3 separate regions of the Mus musculus genome follow, and regions 2 and 3 are each linked to region 1. A link is a contact called in public promoter capture Hi-C data. All regions are on one chromosome and are shown on one strand. The core of a region is the stretch at or near the end of the contact, and the rest is flanking DNA. Distances in the headings are between cores, read along the strand shown.

Region 1 (3,294 bases), core at 501-3,000:
CTTCCAATCCTCCTCCACCTCTGAGGTGCTGGAATTAAAAGCATGCTCCACCCACCCAAACAGCTCTTTATTAAAGTGGAGGCTGCCTTACCCACTGAAATCATGTTGCTGTAGTTCTCCATCATGATCTCCCTGTACAGGCACTTCTGTTGGAAGTCCAGCTGTGCCCACTCTTCCTCGGTAAACGTCAGAGATACATCTTCAAACTTCACAGACTCCTGAAAGGCACAAGATGCAGTTCAGTCCAGGGTTTTCCTCTTCTACAGTGACAGAAAAATAGGAAGGCTGAGCAAGATGACCCAGCTACATTTTACTTATCTCATGTTCCTTTGTCTGAATCCTTGAGCAAATCGGTCTGACACTAATCAGGGGACACGTGAGACTGTGGTCTATGAAAACCTGTTCATTTCTCACTAATCAGGGGATAGGACTGTTGGTTCCCATCTATACCTCTTTTCTTGTTTTTGAATTGTCACTTCCTTAAAGTAGTTGCTGAAAACTAAACATGAGCTTCTTATCTTCTTACACTTGTCAGTTTCTTTCACCAGACCCTCAGCTTAAAAAAAAAAAAAAAAAAAAAAAAAAAAAAAAGAAAAAATAAAGGTTGAAAAGGATTGGTGAGATGGCTCAGTGGGTAAAGGTGCCTGCTACCAAGCCTGAGTTTGATTGATCTTCAGGATTCATATGTTGGAAGAAGGGTAGCGATCCGGAAAGGTACTCTCTGTCCTCTACAAGCAGGCAGTGGCACACACGTGCATGCCCCCCCCCCCCCAAATGTAATAGTATTGTTTTTTAATTAAAAAGCCTCAATCTGGCTTGCCAGTTCCTGGTTCAGAAATCGGTTTGTTTGTTTCTTCTATTGTAACCACCCTCTTGGGCAGTCCTCCAACTCCTCCCGAAACTCAATGATATTTGAGAACAAACGTCTCACCACTAGCCGACCCCTGAGCCGACTCAAAAGTTGAAAAGAAGCCTTTACTCACATGGGGCCAGGTTGTTGGAAGCGTGGAAGCCATACTGTCCTCCATGTTCTCTCCCAGGAGTAGGCAGAATGCTGACGAAACCTAAAGTGGAAGAGGGGGGCACTAAGGAATGTGCCCAGCGGCTCCCCCACCTCTGCCCATATCCCACCCCTCAGCAGGACATGACCAGTCCACCCCAAAATTGCAAAGTGCCCAGTGAATCCTCTTCCCGACTCCCATAAGCCTACAAGACAGGTTCCCCTCTAACCGAGAGGGGACAGCTGATGTCATCTAATCCAAAAGGCGGTTGGTTTTCTTAAACTGTGGTCCTTATTTAGAACGCGATGTCTTCCTTAGGATTTGTTCGGACCCACGACTACACACCTTCTCCCGGGTCCGTAGAAGTGGCGCCACAAACGAAGCCGACACTGGGTTCCAGAGGTTGCAAATAAAACAGAAGATGGGTGCTGCCCCCGACGGGCTTTCACGCAGCGCTACGATTGCGGAAAGACACAATGGCGCTCGCCCGTCGGTCTTGTCCCGAACTGCGCCAGCTCACGAGTCCGGACTACAACTCCCAGACGCCCCCGCGGACGTCGAGCGGCAGCAGTTAGGCGGCGTTTGTCCTGTTGGCGGGCGAAGCCGAAGTCCGAAAAGTGTGTTATTGACTGCTAAAGAACTAGGATGCAGCTTTTGAAGAAGGATACTAAGACGCTGAGCACCAGTACCTCTGTGGACAGAGACCGAGGCTAGGAGAGAATCGAACCCACTAACAGGAGCAAAAGAACTTGGACAAAACGGAAGCTAGGCATGGGCAAGGGGGTGGGCCGGAAGTGCTGGTGTTAGGTCGGCTGAGCGAGGCACGCCGCGTAGCAGAGCAAGGAAGGCGGGACGAGGGGACAGATGGAACCTACGGCTCTACTAGTGTAGAGGGGGAGGGAATCCGGATTGGGGCTGTCTGTGGGTCGGAGGCAAGAGAAGACAAAGTCATTTAACGGAGTTTACTGTGGGGAAGGAGAAAAGGATGCAATCTTACTGAAGTTTCACCGGTACCCTTAAAGGGAGAGGAAGAAAGGAGTAACTGTAGAAACAGAAAGCCATTAGGCATCGGAATTAAAAGTACTCAAATTTCCATGAGAGGACAGGCGTTTGCGTCCAGATTAGTAGAGTGGGCAGGGTTGTGTGGTCTGGGCAGGGTGGTGTGGGCTTATAACGTTTAGGTGGGAAGTATGGAGACCTGGTGGACTTAAAATATGGTAGGCTACACTAAATGTCCTCTCTAGTTTTCCCCAGCAGAGGAAGGGATGTAGTGAGAATCCTGGAATTTTGGTTTCTTGGAAGAACAAACAAATATTATAAAATAATATTTTGTTTGATTCCAGGTATAGGGATGTGGGGCTGCTTCAGACTGCCTGTAGCAGCTGACCGTGATTTGTTTTGTGCTCTAGCAGAATCGTGGTTCTGTCTGTAGCAGATAGTTTTTTGTGATTGTGTTATATTTGGAATTCTGAGAACTTTTCAGAGAGTATATTAATGTTAGGGCCCGATAGGCTAGGGGCTGGGCTGGACCAGTTGGTTGTATAGGGAGGAGGTTGGTTGTGGTTTCGTAGTAGCTGAGGTCAAAGGAGAAGCAAAAGAAAAGAAATCAGATTCAGGGATTTCCTAATTCCTCTCTCCCCTCTATTCCTGTTTCTTTCCAGTCTAGTGTTAAGGGGTAAAAAGGGGGCATGGATAAAGATGGGAGGAAGAGGAGAACCCACAAAGTTGCAAAGACCAGCTACAAAGGGACATGGAGGATCAGAGATGTATGAGGAAAACTAAAATTACACTCAGTCCCAGGGATGCTAACTGTAAATATCCATACATGTGGAGAGCTCTTGGGACTGCTTCTAGGAATTGGGCAGGAATTTGACATTAGGCTAGGACACGGAAGTAGGCTCAGGCAAGAATTTGACTTGGGGCTAAGATCAAGATCTTGATCGTTTTGTAAGTCCCTGAATACCACAGGACTTTGTTTATTGCCTTGTTTGTACCTTGACTTAGAACTGACCTTATTCTTTGCATGTACTTAGAATAGACTAGAAAAAACAGACTAGAGAAAAATAAACCCACTTCAGGCTCAGCAGGGGCTTGAGTCCTGTTATAATGTTGTCTAATTGTCTTTTTCTTTTCAATCTTCACTCCCTCCCTTGAGACCCTGCTGACTGACTGAGCTTGTTGGTTACACACAGGGGCTGATTTGTATGGTACACATTGAGAGGCTGTGGGTTCTGGTAATGCCAGTTATTAGCTAACCTGTGACTAGGTTTGTTCCTAATGGCAGATTAGATCA
Region 2 (3,294 bases), core at 292-2,791, 6.7 Mb after region 1:
GCTGCGTACCAGCAATGTGTCCTCGGTCAAAGAACAACTGCTCCTTTCAAAGACTAATCTCCATCTCCTTGGCTGTAAAATGGGAGCAATAATCGAGGTTGGAAAGTCAAGTAAAATAAAGAGCAAAAAAGTACCCCAGAGCATGGCTGGAGAGGTGGCTCAGCAGTTAAGAGTACTGGTTGCTGCTTTTCCAGAGGACCTGGGTTCAATGCCCAGCACCCACATGGCAGCTCACAACTGAAACTCTAGAATCAGAGGATGCAGTAAACACATATGCAGGCAAAATATGGATGCACGTTAAAATAAAAATAAATCATTAAAAGAAAAAAAAAGTACCCAGAACACCACCTGGCAATAAACAAACCCCACCTATTGCATTTACTATCAACACACATTAACCCTCCAACTCCTTGTGAGTCATTTACGTAAAGCCACTGTGAAACAAGCGCCCAAGACTAAATTGTAAATTGGAATAGGTGTTAAAATAGCATATAAAAAGGAGTGAAGACTGGCAGTGGTGGCTCATGCCTTTAAGCCCTGCTCTTGGGAGGCAGAGGCAGGCGGATTTGAGTTCAAGGCCAGCCTGGTCTACAGAGTGAGTTCCAGGACAGCCAGGGTTATACAGAGAAACTCTGTCTTGAAAAACCAAAAAAAAAAAAAAAAAAAGTTAAGATGAGTATTTTTGTTTGTTTGTTTTTAAATTCAATTACTTTCACCGGTTTAAAGCTTGGCATGGCTCTCGAGTGTGATTAAGGCCAGCCTGGGCTACAGGAGACCATACCCAAAACACCATCATCAACAACAACAAAAACCCTGAACAAAACAAAAAAACTAGGCCAACGCTTGTAATCTGAGCACGTGAGAGGCTGAGCCAGGAGGATCAGAACCGAGAGATTTAAGTCCCTCTTATCCTGTTAAAACCTGTCTCCAAGCCCCTTCTGCACATTAATGAATTTCGCCTCTCGCGACAAGCTAATGAGGCGGATACGCTTGTAATGAAGAAATACTTATCCTCCAGAACCTCAACTCGACAGAAGTGCGTGTGAACGTGTGACCAGCACACAGGACTAGCCACCTGCACCGGTCTACGCTGCTATGGCACGGTGCCCCTGGATAGACCCCTTCCCGCAATCCTTTTCGAAGAGGTTAGAGGTCCCGGCGCCCCAGGATTTCTCAGTGGGGTCCAACTTCCACTCCACTCTCAGTTTCCAACCATCCCAGGGCTCCCCCTCGAACATCCCAGCCCCCTCCCGCTGCCCAGCCTCCCCAGGCCTCCAACTCTCCCGCGTCTGCATCTCGCGTTCCTCCCGCTCCCCGGCCCGCCCCCAGAACCCCACCTCCAGCCTCCTATCATCCCCCTCCCCCAAGCCGCCCATCCCTCCCTTCCTCTCCCTCCTCCAGACCTGGGTACCCCTCCCCGTGGTCCGCCCGTTCCCCGTACACCGGACTCCCCAGCCCTTCCTTTTCCCTCTAGCTCACCTCACTCTCCTGGGCGAGGCCCCCCAAACAACCTCACCTTCCCGCACATGCGCACAAAGCTCATCGGGACTCCATGCCCCAGCAGGCTTTGCGCCAAATTCACCCGTACTTCCCCGCCCCCACGTCCCCTCACTCTCTACACTAGGAATCGCTAATTCTACCCAACACTTCCCACCTCTCCCAGCTGGAAACTACATCTCCCAAGAAACATCGCGACAAAGCGGCTTTCCATTAGCCCTACTGTGATGAGTCCTGTACGCTCGTGCGTCCCGAGCTAGCCAGAAAACTACATTTCTTAAAGTGTAAAGAAGAAAACCCGATTCCTATTGGCTCACACAGGCGCAAACAGAGCGCTTCTGATTTTGGACTACATTTCCCAGATTTCACGTGGATTTCCTTCCTCTACCATCCCTCACAAGACACCCCGCCGGCTGACTTCTGGCAAACGCGGACGGGTCGGGGAGGGATAAGAGGAATCTGTGGTTTCGTTGTCGTGGAAACCGGGGGAGGCAGCACACTTGGGAGACCCGCCTCCAGGACCTTTAAGCGCCTATAGAGGAGGTCGTGGAGGCTATGCCAGAGTTCTCCTCAGATCAGCAGTGGGAGATCCGTCTCCTTGACAACAGTTGCAGTATCGCCCTCCCGCTCCAGTACTAGGTTAAAGGAAGGTTGAGGCTGGTCAACGAAACCTGACCTCTGAGAATTAGTTCGCTCGTCCCATACTGTCAGTCCACTCTCTAGCCTCAGTTTCCCGTCTTGTGAATAGGAAGGAAAATATTACGTGTCAAACGGCGCTTGTGTAGCCCCCTACGGACACTGAAGCCTCAGTTTCCCTACCTCAGAAAAGGCAAGAAGGTTTTGAGTTTGCTCTTTGTAATATGTATGGGTGTTTCGCTGAGTCGGTGCACCATGTGCTCGCAGTACCCACGGAGGCCAGAAAGCGGCGTGGGATTCCCTTAGACCTGTATTACAGACGGTTGTGAGCCACATGTAGGTGCTAGAAGGACGTCTAGAATAGCTTGTGCTTCGTTGTTAACCTCTTTGTCATCTTTCCAGCCCTACCCCTACCTACTACCCCAACGCACCACATACACACGTACTCGCAGGAGCGCAAGAAGGTTATGAGACTTTCTGTTTACGTGATAGATGGCTCTTACAAGCTAGTGGGGCAGACAGAGACTCTCCCCTCCTCACTGGACTTCGAAAAAAGGTGACATTGGCACACAAAGGAAATCATGTGAAGCAGAGTTGTTATTGTCCTTACCAAATTCGTGGATGGACAATACCATTGCCCTAGTTTCTATTTACTCACTAGTTTACAGCTTAGAGACGGATCTATCCCCACAACAGCTAAACTTAATCCTGTCCCACCTCTCTGCCCTCTCTGTCCCTCATCTTGGTAAGTGTGCTAACCACACAAGCTGCTTTGCTATTTGAAGAGCGAGCCTGCAATACCACATTCTTTTCCTAGTGGTGCTTTTCACATACTAGTTGGATTCTTTTCGTATATGATTTAAAACTTTTTTAAGACGGAGTCTCTTGTAGCCCAGATTAGTCTCCAACTCACTGTCTGGCTAAGGATGATCCTCTGCCTCCGCCTCCAGAATGCCAGAATTTGAAGTGTGAACTACCATGCCCAGCTTTATTTTCACGTTTATCTATATTGGCTTTTTTTTTTTTTACTACATATTTATTGTGATTTAGTGTGTGTGTGTGTGGGGGGGGTATGAGTGTGTATGCGTGTCACAGTTTGTTACATGGAGGACAGTGTGTGTGTGGGGGGGGGTATGAGTGTGTATGCGTGTCACAGTTTGT
Region 3 (3,294 bases), core at 363-2,862, 5.7 Mb after region 1:
GGATATGTAGCAGAGGATGGCCTTATTTGGCATCAATGGCATCCTTGGTTCTATGGAGGCTTGATGTCCCAGAGCAGGTGAATGCTAAGGCAGTGAGGTGGGAGAGCTCCCTCACAGAAGCAGAGAGGAGGGGGATAGGATAGGGGGTTTGTGGAGGGGAAACTGGGAAGGGGGATAACATTTTAAAAGTATTAAAATAATAAAATAAAGCTGATTCTGTTTCCTAATCCACCCGTATTCAAGGATAAACAGCAGCCTTCAGCAATCAGGATGTCTCCATGCTTAATTTTCCCCAGAGTTGTAGATCTGTGTGACTAGCCAGCGGCTGACATTCCCACTATACTACTGGGTTTTGAAATCTCAGTCTCCCTCTTTTTGTATTTATTTATTTATTTATTTATTTATTTATTTATTTATTTATTTTCTCCCAGTATGCATATGTATGTGAGTGTACAAGTAGAAAAGCAGGGCACAATTTTCAGGAATCAGTTCTCTCCCTTTATCATGTAGGTTCTGGGGACTGACTTAAGTACTCAGGCTTGGTAGCAAGTGCCTTTACCAACTGAGCTATCTTATCAATCACTCATTCTTTCTTAGGGTCTCACCATGTATCCCAGGCTGGCTTTGAACGTGCCTTGGTCCTCTCTAGTGTTCAGACTCCAGGGATATGCCTCCATGCTAAATGTTACATTCCATTCTTAAGAACCCCCACAAAAATGAATTCCACTACCAACGTGAGGCAAGAAGTGTGGCCACACTGGTGAACTTACTAGAACACCCCACACTCACCTGTATACAGACCATACCCTTTTCTGTAGATCTGGGAACCTGTGGGAAGAAAGTTGTAAGAATCAAAGACCATGGTAAGTTTTCATGGACCTGGACCCCTGTCCAGTCCTGAATCTTCATAACCTTTTATATCTAAATTATCTCTAAACTATGCATAGTGCTGAGTCATAGCAGCTGCGGGATGTTGCACAAAGCTTTATTCTCCTGAGGGCTCCATATTATTCTCTTCCAGCCCGCTCTAACTCTGTGCAGCTTTTGGAATATTTTGAATAACCTCTAGCTACATTTATCTTCCATTCAGTCCCGCTGGCTCCTCCGTAGTGAGGGCATAGTTAATGCACCTCACCTTGCCGTTTTTTTAGGCTGGAATGCTCCCGGTTAAAGTGGCCAAACGTGATACTGCCCACACAAATCAGTCAATCACTCTTCTCTTGGTCCCACTCTTCCATGCCTCATCAGACTAGTTACGAGAAATGCGGATCCCATCCACGAGCTTGGCACTGTTCTGGACACAGGGATTAAGTTTTTCATAAGGATGTGAGCTGAGCGGGAGTCCTCAAGGGGCTCTAGGACTCAAAGTATCTAGGGAGAGGGAGCGCCTAGTATGTGGCACTTACCTGAGCCAGGTGCTTCAGCGCCGCCATCCGGCTCTGTAGAGTACGCAGGGGCCGGTGCACGGCCGCCGCGGCTGATGATGGTCTGCTTGGCCGACACCCAGTGCCTGTTCGCTCTCGTACCTTTAGTCTAACTTGCTGATTTTAAAGCTCAGAATCCTCCAAATACCAACCCATGGACAGTTAAACCAAAGACAGGACAAAATGCAGGAAGTACCGCCCAATGTCTGTCGACCTTCCCAGGCAGAAACTGCCCTCTTTGGCTCAGCAGTTTGCTACTCTGCTCTTGGCATTGTGGGTAATGTAGTTCCTACTGCTCAGGCTTGAACCAACAGCAGCCCATAATCCATCCTCACAATGATCTTAATTTGTTTCAGAATATTTCTGCAGTAAAGGAAGAGTGGGGATTTTATTTGGGATTTTATTTGGGGGAACCTATATGTATTTATAAAGGAAAACACTCCAGATGCAATGCTGACACATCTCTGACCATGCTTAGTGAAGAAATATGTTGCTACTTATGGAAAGATATTCGACACACTGTAGCATGTTTTAAATAGAGATAATTTAGCCCAAATTTTGAAAGTTAAAACAGCAGACAGGAAAAACTTTTCGAGCCTCTCTTGAGAGGTTTTGTAAGCCACTCTGCATTTAGAATGAGTGAGTTAAATATAGAGTAAGCCAAATTGAAGAATAAATATGAAGAAAGAAATACCAAAACATCTAGTTGGGAGAAAATATCCAGCAAAAACCAAACAAGGCAGCCATCTGTGAGTCCTAATGGGGGAGATCCCCCGCAGAACAATGTCCTATCAGGTAACTTCAGGAAAGAACAAGGAGCACCATAAAGGGACAACATCATCCAATCAGGTATTCACAGCACTAGCAGAAGCTAACAGGGTGGGGAGGGCAAGGTGAGGCAATGACGGAGTTCCTGACTGAGCTTTCTCCCCAGGCATGAGCTTCCTATGGCTGAATTGTTCTTTTTCAATACAATAACTTATTAATGTATTATTTGTTTCTTTGTTTTAAGACAAGGCATCACTTCATAAGCCTGGCTGGCCTGGAACTCACTATGTAAACTACGCTGTTCCCTAACTCATAGGGATCCTCCTGTCTCTGGAGTGCTGGAATTAAAGGCATGGGCCATCACTCTGGGCACATTACAGAGATTTTTATATCCTAGGAGAAACAGTAGTAAATTTTGTTAGAAATGTTCACTTTATACCTGTTCTGAAGGACACACAATTTAACATTCAGGCTGTTTTGCTTTTCCCTCTGAATGAAAATTAAGACACAATAGCTCCAGGGTATGGTGGAAGAGGAAATTTTTATTGTAGATGTAAGGGAGAGTATAGACTGAGGCATCTAGAAAGATTCAGACAGACCAAGAGAGAGAGAGAATTCAAGGGAAGAAGTGAAGAGAAGAGACAGAGACAGAGACAGAGACAGAGACAGAGACAGAGAAGGGGTAGGGGGTAGGAGCAAGCTGATCAAGAGAGGCAAGAGTAAGCCAAGAGATCCTGTGGCTGAGGAAAGAGAAATTGAGGGAACTTAAGGGAGGTCCCTGGGTTAGCGTAGGGTGCAGAGTGAGAAGTGCCTACAGGAGCAAAAGGTACTGGCTGAGACTAGAGGCCAAGCAGACAATAGTATTCTTATAGCCCCTTGTTTCTCTGGGACTTGACACCCTCTTCATCACAGAACTTGAGAAGGGAGCAGCTCAACTCCAGACAAGGGACTTCAGAAAAGCACTTCCAAGGGAGTGCTTTTTCTAAGTTGACTTCAAGAGCCTCATCAAAGAAAAGTTTCATTGGATGATGTATGGGTGTGGATGTGTGTGTATGTAGGGGGGTGGTAATGGAGATCTGATATCTTGCACAGGTTATGTATT

What was found. Promoter capture Hi-C pulls out the DNA fragments that hold promoters and counts their contacts.
Region 2: a promoter capture Hi-C map of cranial neural crest shows a contact between it and region 1. The contact joins the promoter of Zfp444 here to the promoter of Zfp110 in region 1. A contact is called at or near these places in 3 of 39 promoter capture datasets (cranial neural crest, frontonasal cranial neural crest and pre-B cells).
Region 3: a contact with region 1 is called in a promoter capture Hi-C map of pre-B cells. The contact joins the promoter of Zfp418 here to the promoter of Zfp110 in region 1. A contact is called at or near these places in 3 of 39 promoter capture datasets (cranial neural crest, frontonasal cranial neural crest and pre-B cells).

The regions. Positions count from the first base shown.
Region 1 is chr7:12,833,217-12,836,510 of GRCm38.p6, reverse strand. Zfp110 (zinc finger protein 110) reads right to left here and starts at 1,750. Exons shown (of 8, transcript NM_022981.5): 1 at 1,347-1,750; 2 at 984-1,064; 3 at 92-218. The coding sequence starts at 1,028.
Region 2 is chr7:6,170,760-6,174,053 of GRCm38.p6, reverse strand. Zfp444 (zinc finger protein 444) reads right to left here and starts at 1,541. Exons shown (of 4, transcript NM_028316.3): 1 at 1,480-1,541.
Region 3 is chr7:7,169,671-7,172,964 of GRCm38.p6, reverse strand. Zfp418 (zinc finger protein 418) reads right to left here and starts at 1,612. Exons shown (of 4, transcript NM_146179.2): 1 at 1,407-1,612; 2 at 790-828. The coding sequence starts at 1,433.